Regions from separate parts of the Anas platyrhynchos genome. Here region 1 is linked to region 2. The links are chromatin contacts, called in public Hi-C maps. All regions are on one chromosome and are shown on one strand. Each heading gives the region's core, a stretch centred on a gene start, on an enhancer-like site or on the middle of the called end of the contact. The rest is flanking DNA. Distances are from core to core; before and after follow the strand shown. Region 1 has its middle 38 kb from the start of HLF. Region 2 overlaps LOC110352057 (a long non-coding RNA gene).

The links. Hi-C and Micro-C count contacts between places; a contact is called where the count stands out from the background.
Region 1: a contact with region 2 is called in a Hi-C map of skeletal muscle, with 1.7 times the contacts expected there. The contact joins two enhancer-like sites. A contact is called at or near these places in 2 of 8 Hi-C or Micro-C datasets (skeletal muscle and subcutaneous adipose tissue).

The regions. Positions count from the first base shown.
Region 1 is chr19:5,488,256-5,491,956 of IASCAAS_PekinDuck_T2T, reverse strand. No RefSeq gene overlaps it. Among named protein-coding and RNA genes, the nearest start is that of HLF, 38 kb to the right of the region's middle. Within about 2 kb of position 1,521, at least 3 of the 8 cell types and tissues checked have an H3K27ac peak or open chromatin away from gene starts, as enhancers often do.
Region 2 is chr19:5,437,192-5,440,967 of IASCAAS_PekinDuck_T2T, reverse strand. The region is part of intron 2 of LOC110352057 (a long non-coding RNA gene); the gene reads left to right. It overlaps LOC106015891 (a long non-coding RNA gene), which reads right to left. Exons shown (of 5, transcript XR_005260070.2): 1 at 3,110-3,776; 2 at 1-2,001. Among named protein-coding and RNA genes, the nearest start is that of HLF, 13 kb to the left of the region's middle. Within about 2 kb of position 1,312, at least 1 of the 8 cell types and tissues checked has an H3K27ac peak or open chromatin away from gene starts, as enhancers often do.

The DNA of each region.
Region 1 (3,701 bases), core at 272-2,771, 51 kb before region 2:
CACCCGTGGCCATCTCCTGCTAAATGCTCCTTTGTCTCTGTGCCTTGCTGAAGCCTGGGCTTCCTGGTTCAGATGAAGGCGGGGAGCACAGTGCCTGTGCTTCAGGAGGGTCCCAGTGCTGTCAGGCCGAGTACAGGACAAAGCTGTAGTGTTGATGTGGTGGTACTGTCTTTGTCCCCCTGCACTGGTGACTTTCTGGCCTTTGGCCCTGCAGCTCCTCACCACCAGGACTGGTGAGACCCTGGCCTTACATTTTCACAGGCTCCCTTGTCCTGCTGCAGCACCGCAGAGAGAGAAATATATTAGGGAGATGATAGTCATAAAGAGAAAAGGGGAAAAAAAAAAAAAAAAAAAAAAGGCGGTTTGGAGCTGAGCCCAGCTCTCAGGAGCTGAGCATGGCTCGTGCGTGACCCCTTGTGTTGGAGCTGGCAGGGTCCAGTGCTGCAGGATGGGGCCTGGCATCCCCAGCCAAGCACACGGCTCTGGAGCTGTGAGCTCCCCTGCAGCAGAGACTGAGGGCTTGTGGCGATACAGCTGCAGTTCAAGAGGCTTCTCTGTAGCTGGCGGTGAAATGCAGCTCTGTATTCACACCCATGGTATCTCCCATTTCTCCCATGCACACTCACATTTGCAGTATGGTTGTATGTAGAAATGAAAAGCAAAAATGCAGCAGAAACTGAGAGGTCATATTTAAGGCTCTGTTCTTTTTCCTTTTCCTTTTTTTTTTTTTTTTTTCCCTTCCTTTTCCTTTTCCTTTTCCTTTTCCTTTTCCTTTTCCTTTTCCTTTTCCTTTTCCTTTTTCTTTTTCTTCTCTTTCTCTTTCTCCTTTCAGGTCTGTCTTGCTGTGGAAAACACAGCTGCCAGGCATGCACTATCTGTTTATTTCCCTCCAGAGTAATGCTTTTTAAGCAGCTGAAGAAGCTTAATAGAGGGTTAAAAAACTCTCAAAGCTTTTAAATTCCTACAGGTTTCATGAAACGTGGGGCTTGAGTTAAAAAAAAAAAAAAAAAGAAAAAGACTACAGGGCACCCTTGGGTACCCCAGTGATGGCAGGGCTGCAAGGAGTGCTCGCACACTGAGCAGGGCACTAAAATGGCTGCTAAGCCCTGTCAGCATTAGACCCCCCAGGCCTCCAAAGCCATCATTGCCTCCTTGCCAGCAAGAAGAGCTTAAAACACTGTAAATAAGTGACACCCTTGTGTTAATAGGATCGTGGAAGCACAGAACATCCTGAGTTGGAAGGGGCCCACAAGGATCATCGAGTCCAACCCCTGTTGATGCTGCTGATCCAAGACGTGTTCTTTGCTCCTGGTAAAGTCGTATTTATTTTATATCTTATGTGCTTTGGGGAAGAGGATGAGCAGAAAGAGCTCACCCAGGTCACTGCGCCCTGCTAATGGTGGCTGGGGCAACACAAACCCCAGCCCAGCCTTGTCATGCAGCAAGCCGAGCCCTGACCTGTGTGTCCAGAGGCAGAGCAAAGCTGCCTGAGCCCAGCAACACAACTAGGCTTGAACTGCAGCTAACACAAAGTGTGACAGAGCCAGGACTCTTTTCATAAGGCAGTGCAGGACCCAGTGCTCAGTGCTGAGGTTACAGTGCCGTAGTTTCTTGCCTGTGGGCTCTTTCTGGAAGCTATTTTTATAAATACGTTGTATTTCGTGCTTTCGTGGGGCTTTTGTGTCCCTGAAACGGCGGCTGCGGCTGGCCATGGCCGTGGTGAGGTCTCCGGTGTCCTCCAGAGGGCACCAGGCACCGGCAGATGGGAGCTGCGAGGTGCTGGGCTGGAGGTGCAGGAGGTTTAACTGATGGCACACAGCGGCCATGTCCAGCTCAGCCCCGGGGCTCAGCTGCCCACCCCCAGACTCGCTGCATTCAACGACAGGCATTAATTAGTTCGTGGCGCTGCTTTTAGATGCCCTCTTTCCCAGAGAGGAGGAGGCTGTCGAGTGCCATGCGTCTTGCTGGGCAAGGAGGAGGCGGTAAGGACAGCTTTAGCTGAAGTGGAGCCTTGGTGGCACCCTGAGGTAGCAGGTGTTCCTCAGAAAAAGGCTGAAATCCCCTAAAAATAGCAGACAAAGCTGTAGTTCTGTGGGGAAGAGCCAGGCTGCCAGCAGCCGGGCATTGCGGAGATGTGGCCTCTGCGCCGGCATGGGTGTGGATTCAGCTGCGCTGGCCAAAGGCCACACACTGAGCACAGGCCCTGTTTTTGCTTAAAAACCTGAAGCAGCCCATCAACAGGCTGCCAGAGGTGCTTCTGGGGGCACTGCAGCTGGCAGAGGCAGCACAGGGTGTGATGTTGTTAAAGGCAACCAGGACACAGGCCGCAGAACACGGCCATAGGGGTGGGCAGGCCCAGGCCTCATGGCACCAGGGACACAGCGGGGTCAGGATCATTCTTGTTACAAATGTGTCTGTACACATCTTTCTGTGTGCACACATACTTCATATACAATATATAATATACGCATATGTATGCATATTTAAAATGTGTTTTATTTAGCCCTACAGTCTGTATTATCCATCTATAACACATAATATTTCCTTCCAGTATTTAAAGGGGGCCGATAGGAAAGATGAGGAGAGACTGACTCTTTATCAGGGTGTGCAGTGACAGGACAAGGGTTAAAGGCTTTAAACTAAAAAGGGTAGGTTTAGATGAGATAAAAAGAATAAATTATTCACTCAAGGTGCGGTGAGGCCTTGGCACTGGCTGCCCAGAGGAGTTGTGGATGTTCCCTTCCCTGGAAGTGCTCAAGGCCAGGTTGGATGGGGCTTCAGCCAGCACATACACTATTTAGTGCATAATATGTAACATATATAGTAAAATCAACCTTTATAGTAATGAAATATATTAATGTAGTATTATAATAATTATTATTATAATGTGTTAAACACACAATATGAAAAATTTATATGTATGTAGATAGACATATATATGGGAGGGTGCATGTGAATGCACACACAGAGTGGGAGGTGGAGGTGAGAGTGTAAGTGCATGTGTGTATTTAGTATAGCAAGCACATATTGTCCATAACATACGTAGTAAAAGCAAGCCTTTATAGCAGTTTTAAAAAATCTTTGTAAATATGTATTGCTGTATATATAAACCTGTATTAATCAAGTAAATTCTACTAAGTATACTATATGAAAATATAACCATGGAATCTATACCTATATTTAGCTATATGAACATACTGCTATATAGGTGGATACATACACACAGGGGTGAGATAGAGTGTGAATGTGCACGTGTGTACTGGAACAAATAAAGTTTGTGCATTATTTTTTCTGTATCTTGATCAATAGATGGATCTTTGTATTAATAAAATCTACTATGCATGTGTATATATAGATATAAAAAACTGGTCTTTTTAAAGTAAATTCTGCTAAATAACTTATATGAAAATTATTAAACTTTTATCTATATAGATGTTTTTATGAATTATTAAAGTACATTTTGTGCATAAGATACATTTGAAACCCAAACTTTTACATATACACATGAACAGGGATGTATAGACTGCTTAATATACAGTATTTATATGAATGTAAAAACTGTGTGCACTGTTTATAACACATCTCATGTATAAAGTCATATCTATATATATCATATGGTATATGATAAAGCTTACACAGTATAATTATATATATATAATTTTAATACTTATATGATTATATATAAGTATTTTACTGAAATA
Region 2 (3,776 bases), core at 63-2,562:
AGTGAACCCGCAGTGGTGTGCTCACATGGTTATTCAAGAGGCAAGCTTTTGCCTGAACGCTGGGATCATACCAAACTAATCAGGTTTAGTGACTTCATGTGCCTTGCTGTTTGCACAATGAGGGCAACGTTTCCTTGCCTCACACTGCAGAGGAACTGGGGTGTCCTCACGAGTCCTGGCCTTGCTGTGAATGCAGCAGAGGCTACCCTGGAGACCCTGAGCCACTGCCGGCGTGGCCCCAGGGGCAGCCTGCCAGCAGCCATCATCTTCTCTGCACCCTGAATCACGCACAAACATCTGGACAGGGGGAGCCTACTTGTGACCTGGATTCAAGAGGCTTCACTGTTAATCCCCCCTCCCTCCCAAAATTGCATGAACTGGGGCTATCATGGCTGAGGTTCTTATCCAGAATCCGCATGTAGATTAAAAAAAAAAAGTCTTGACAGAGAAACTTGCAAGAAAATATGTTAGGCAGCAGTCACTAGTGGTAATTACCATGCTTTCATCTGTAGCTGTCATTGCACTGTAAAAAGTGGCTGTTATTCTCATTTTAGAGAAGAAACAGATGTTCTAGGGAATTCTGAATAGATTAATACAGAAGTTGCATGCCTAAAAGGTCTTCTAGAAAATCCCATCATTACCACACGGCTGATTTTGTTCAGTGCACCCAGGAGTTCTGTAGATTTGCTGCTCGTGCTTTGCTTTGCTTCTCTTCTGATTTGCCTTAAAGCAATAGTTTTAGTTTGGAGTTTTCATTTTACTCTCATTCTGGGGGAGAGGAAAAGCTGAAATGATACCAGCTATCAGCACTTTCTTTTCAAGGCAAACTTTCAGGTAGGGATTTGTTTGAAAGTTCTTGAGGTTTAATTTGGTTTTGTGATCAAGAGACACAGAAGTCGCATTTGTGCAATCCAATTAGGCTCCAGCCCTGGCAGGGACATGGCATAATGCACGTACATCCAGCTGACTCGCTGTCCTTCCCTGCTCTCAAAACCTTCGGCCTTCATGGCAGAGCCGAGCTTCTTATCACAGATACTTGGGATTACCGCAGACTCAATTTTCCTGTTCGGGAGGTGCCAGAGATGCAGTTTTTCCCTTGAAAACATGGTAGGTGACAGGGAAAATTGAGAGCTGCAGATAGATGTTGCATTGGTATCAGTACCGTGAATAACTACTAAAGGCAGTCAGTACTGAAAGTGTCCAGGAGGCTGGGCAGTGCTCTCGGTGTTAATAAGGAATTAGAAGCATTTCTGTGGTATCTCTGCTCACCTCTACTCATTTAACGCTCCCACCCAGAATCAGAACCTGTCACTACCTATGCTTTTTTTTGGAATGAGCACTCTCCACTACGATAAGCTGAAAGGTGTTAGAGCAAGGAGGAATGTACCTGGTAATGTTCCTCTCCAGGAACCAGACCTCATGTGCTGTGGGTTCAAGGATGAGATGCCCTGACCACAGGGCTGCATCCCACAGTCTGCACTCCCAGCTGCACCCAGTGCCCCAACTTGCCATTCCAATTTGGCTGTAGCAGCCACAATTTCTCCATACTTGGAGAGCGGCCATTTCTCCCAGCCACAGCAGAAACCACACAGCTAATTACCCTGCTGTGCTGCTCACCTCTGTGCAAAGTATTGTCCCTCACCTGGGGGAGTCCTCTTGTAGAACCCTCCTGTGCTGTGGCAAAACTTCATTCCTGCAGGCTAAGCAGTTTTCTTGTAAGAGGGAAACTATATTTTCTGAACATGCTGAAGTTAGAGGCCTTTTCCCTTACTTCCCTGACACTGTATTCACTTGTGAGTAGGTTAATTTGTGTATAGGTGACAGTCGGGACAAGCAATGATAACAAACCTTGACTGAAATAAACGCCAGAGCTTTGTAGCAAAATCTCTGAGCACAGCAGTGAAACAGGCTTTTCCGTTATCTTCAGCCAGCCACGGGACTTCCCACTTGGTGTGCATTTACTGCTGATTTTTGTTTTCTTATATCATTTACTGCAGGGACCTAAATAGTTATTGGAACAAGGTAGCCTATATTACTATGCTACTTTTGTGCTGCTTCAGCATATAAAATCAAAACTAGTTAAGCACAAACATATTTTTGAGAACTTAGCTTGAAGTGACTACACATGAACAAGATGAGATTAATTGCATCTACACATTTGCCTTTAACAAGATGATTCCTTTTAGCTGCATCTTCCAAATAGCCAACAACACGACAGTCATTCTTTAACACAGCAGGTGTCCTATTTCCTGTTTCTCTGCATCTTTATCATTTACAACACTCCTGTAGTTAATGTGGAGGAACAGTATGTTCTGAGAGTGACAGGCAGCTTTCTTAATGGGCTCGTCAGCTCCTCTTCATGCCATGACATCAATTATGTACACTTGTCTTTGACTTGGAATTTGTAACCCCCACGGTGACTAATTACAGTACCTAACGTTAGGGTCCCTGGTGACACAGACTAGAGATTAATAAATGCAGTTCAGCCTACTGCTCGGGGACCAAAAACTTCACTGTCCCTTGAGAGCTCAGGGCTCTGGGTTTTCTGAGGCTATTGGGGTTGGAAAGGAACGGTGACACAGACTCTTTGGAATAAAAATGAAATCATTAGAAGGAACCACAGTGCTTTGCCTTTCCAGACATCCTTTCTCTTTCTCATATCAGTGCTATTATTGTTGTATTTTTATTTTAGGCCACAAATATCATTTTATTTCTTTTTCCATTTTAATCATGTTTTAATGAGTTCTCTTCCGATACAAGAACAAGGAATGTTCTTAATGATAATAATAATTGGGCCACAGGGAAATATTAACTGCTTAATAGCTAAAGAGCAGAGTACTTTAAAAGAGATTAAGGCATTTCTGATCGGTTTGTGACTTCTGGAGGTCAGGGTGAAATCATGACTTACCCAAACTGTGGCAAAACTGATGATTTTTTATGGTTTACATTTACCCAAGAGGTCTAGCTATCATAATGACATTCTCCATAATGGTATCAGCTACCAATTTTGCATTAGTTCACCTCATCTGTTATTGAGGCAATGTAAAAGGGACATGTCTCTTGAAAAGAGGTCTCCTAAATCAGAGACATTGTATTAATTGCAGCTTACCTGCCCAAAGGTGTTTCTTGTCTCAGCTGTGATGCTGCTGGGACAGGCTGGCTGGAGGCTCTATGGGTCTGCAGCAGTTACAGAGACCACCAGCTCCTGCAGTACTCTGACCCTGCAAACTCTGGGCAGGAAAATGAACAAAAGCTTGGATACTGGTAGAAGAAAACACTCCTCACAACTCTGATTCAAACCTTTCCCTTCAAAGACAACAGTATTTCCTGTTTTGTACAGCTGCATTTTCCAGGTAACGACAGGCTTCTGCTTCTGTGACTTTCTTGAGAAGCTGGATTCCTCCTCGCTGAGCCCAGTGAGCCTTTCCCTTTTGACATGATCACCCTGCAACTTCCCTTCGTTTGCAGCCCCCAGTGAATAGTAAGTCATCATATAGTTGCAGTTCAATACTGTAATGTCCTTTATAATTTGAAGGGAGAACACAGTTTATGTATGGTTTGGAAAAGGTGCTGAACTAAATTCTTCCTTGTCTTCAAATAACAAAGAAATCCAGCCTAAACCCATTTTCTTCATGAATTATAGATTTTTTTTTCCCATTAAGAATTCCTGTACATAAGGCCACGAAAAAAAACTAACTGTAGAGCAGTTTCTGCAGTGAAGCTGCTGTAACTACAAACCAGATCACCGTCCTTTCTGTCATGCTGAGAACAGCCGA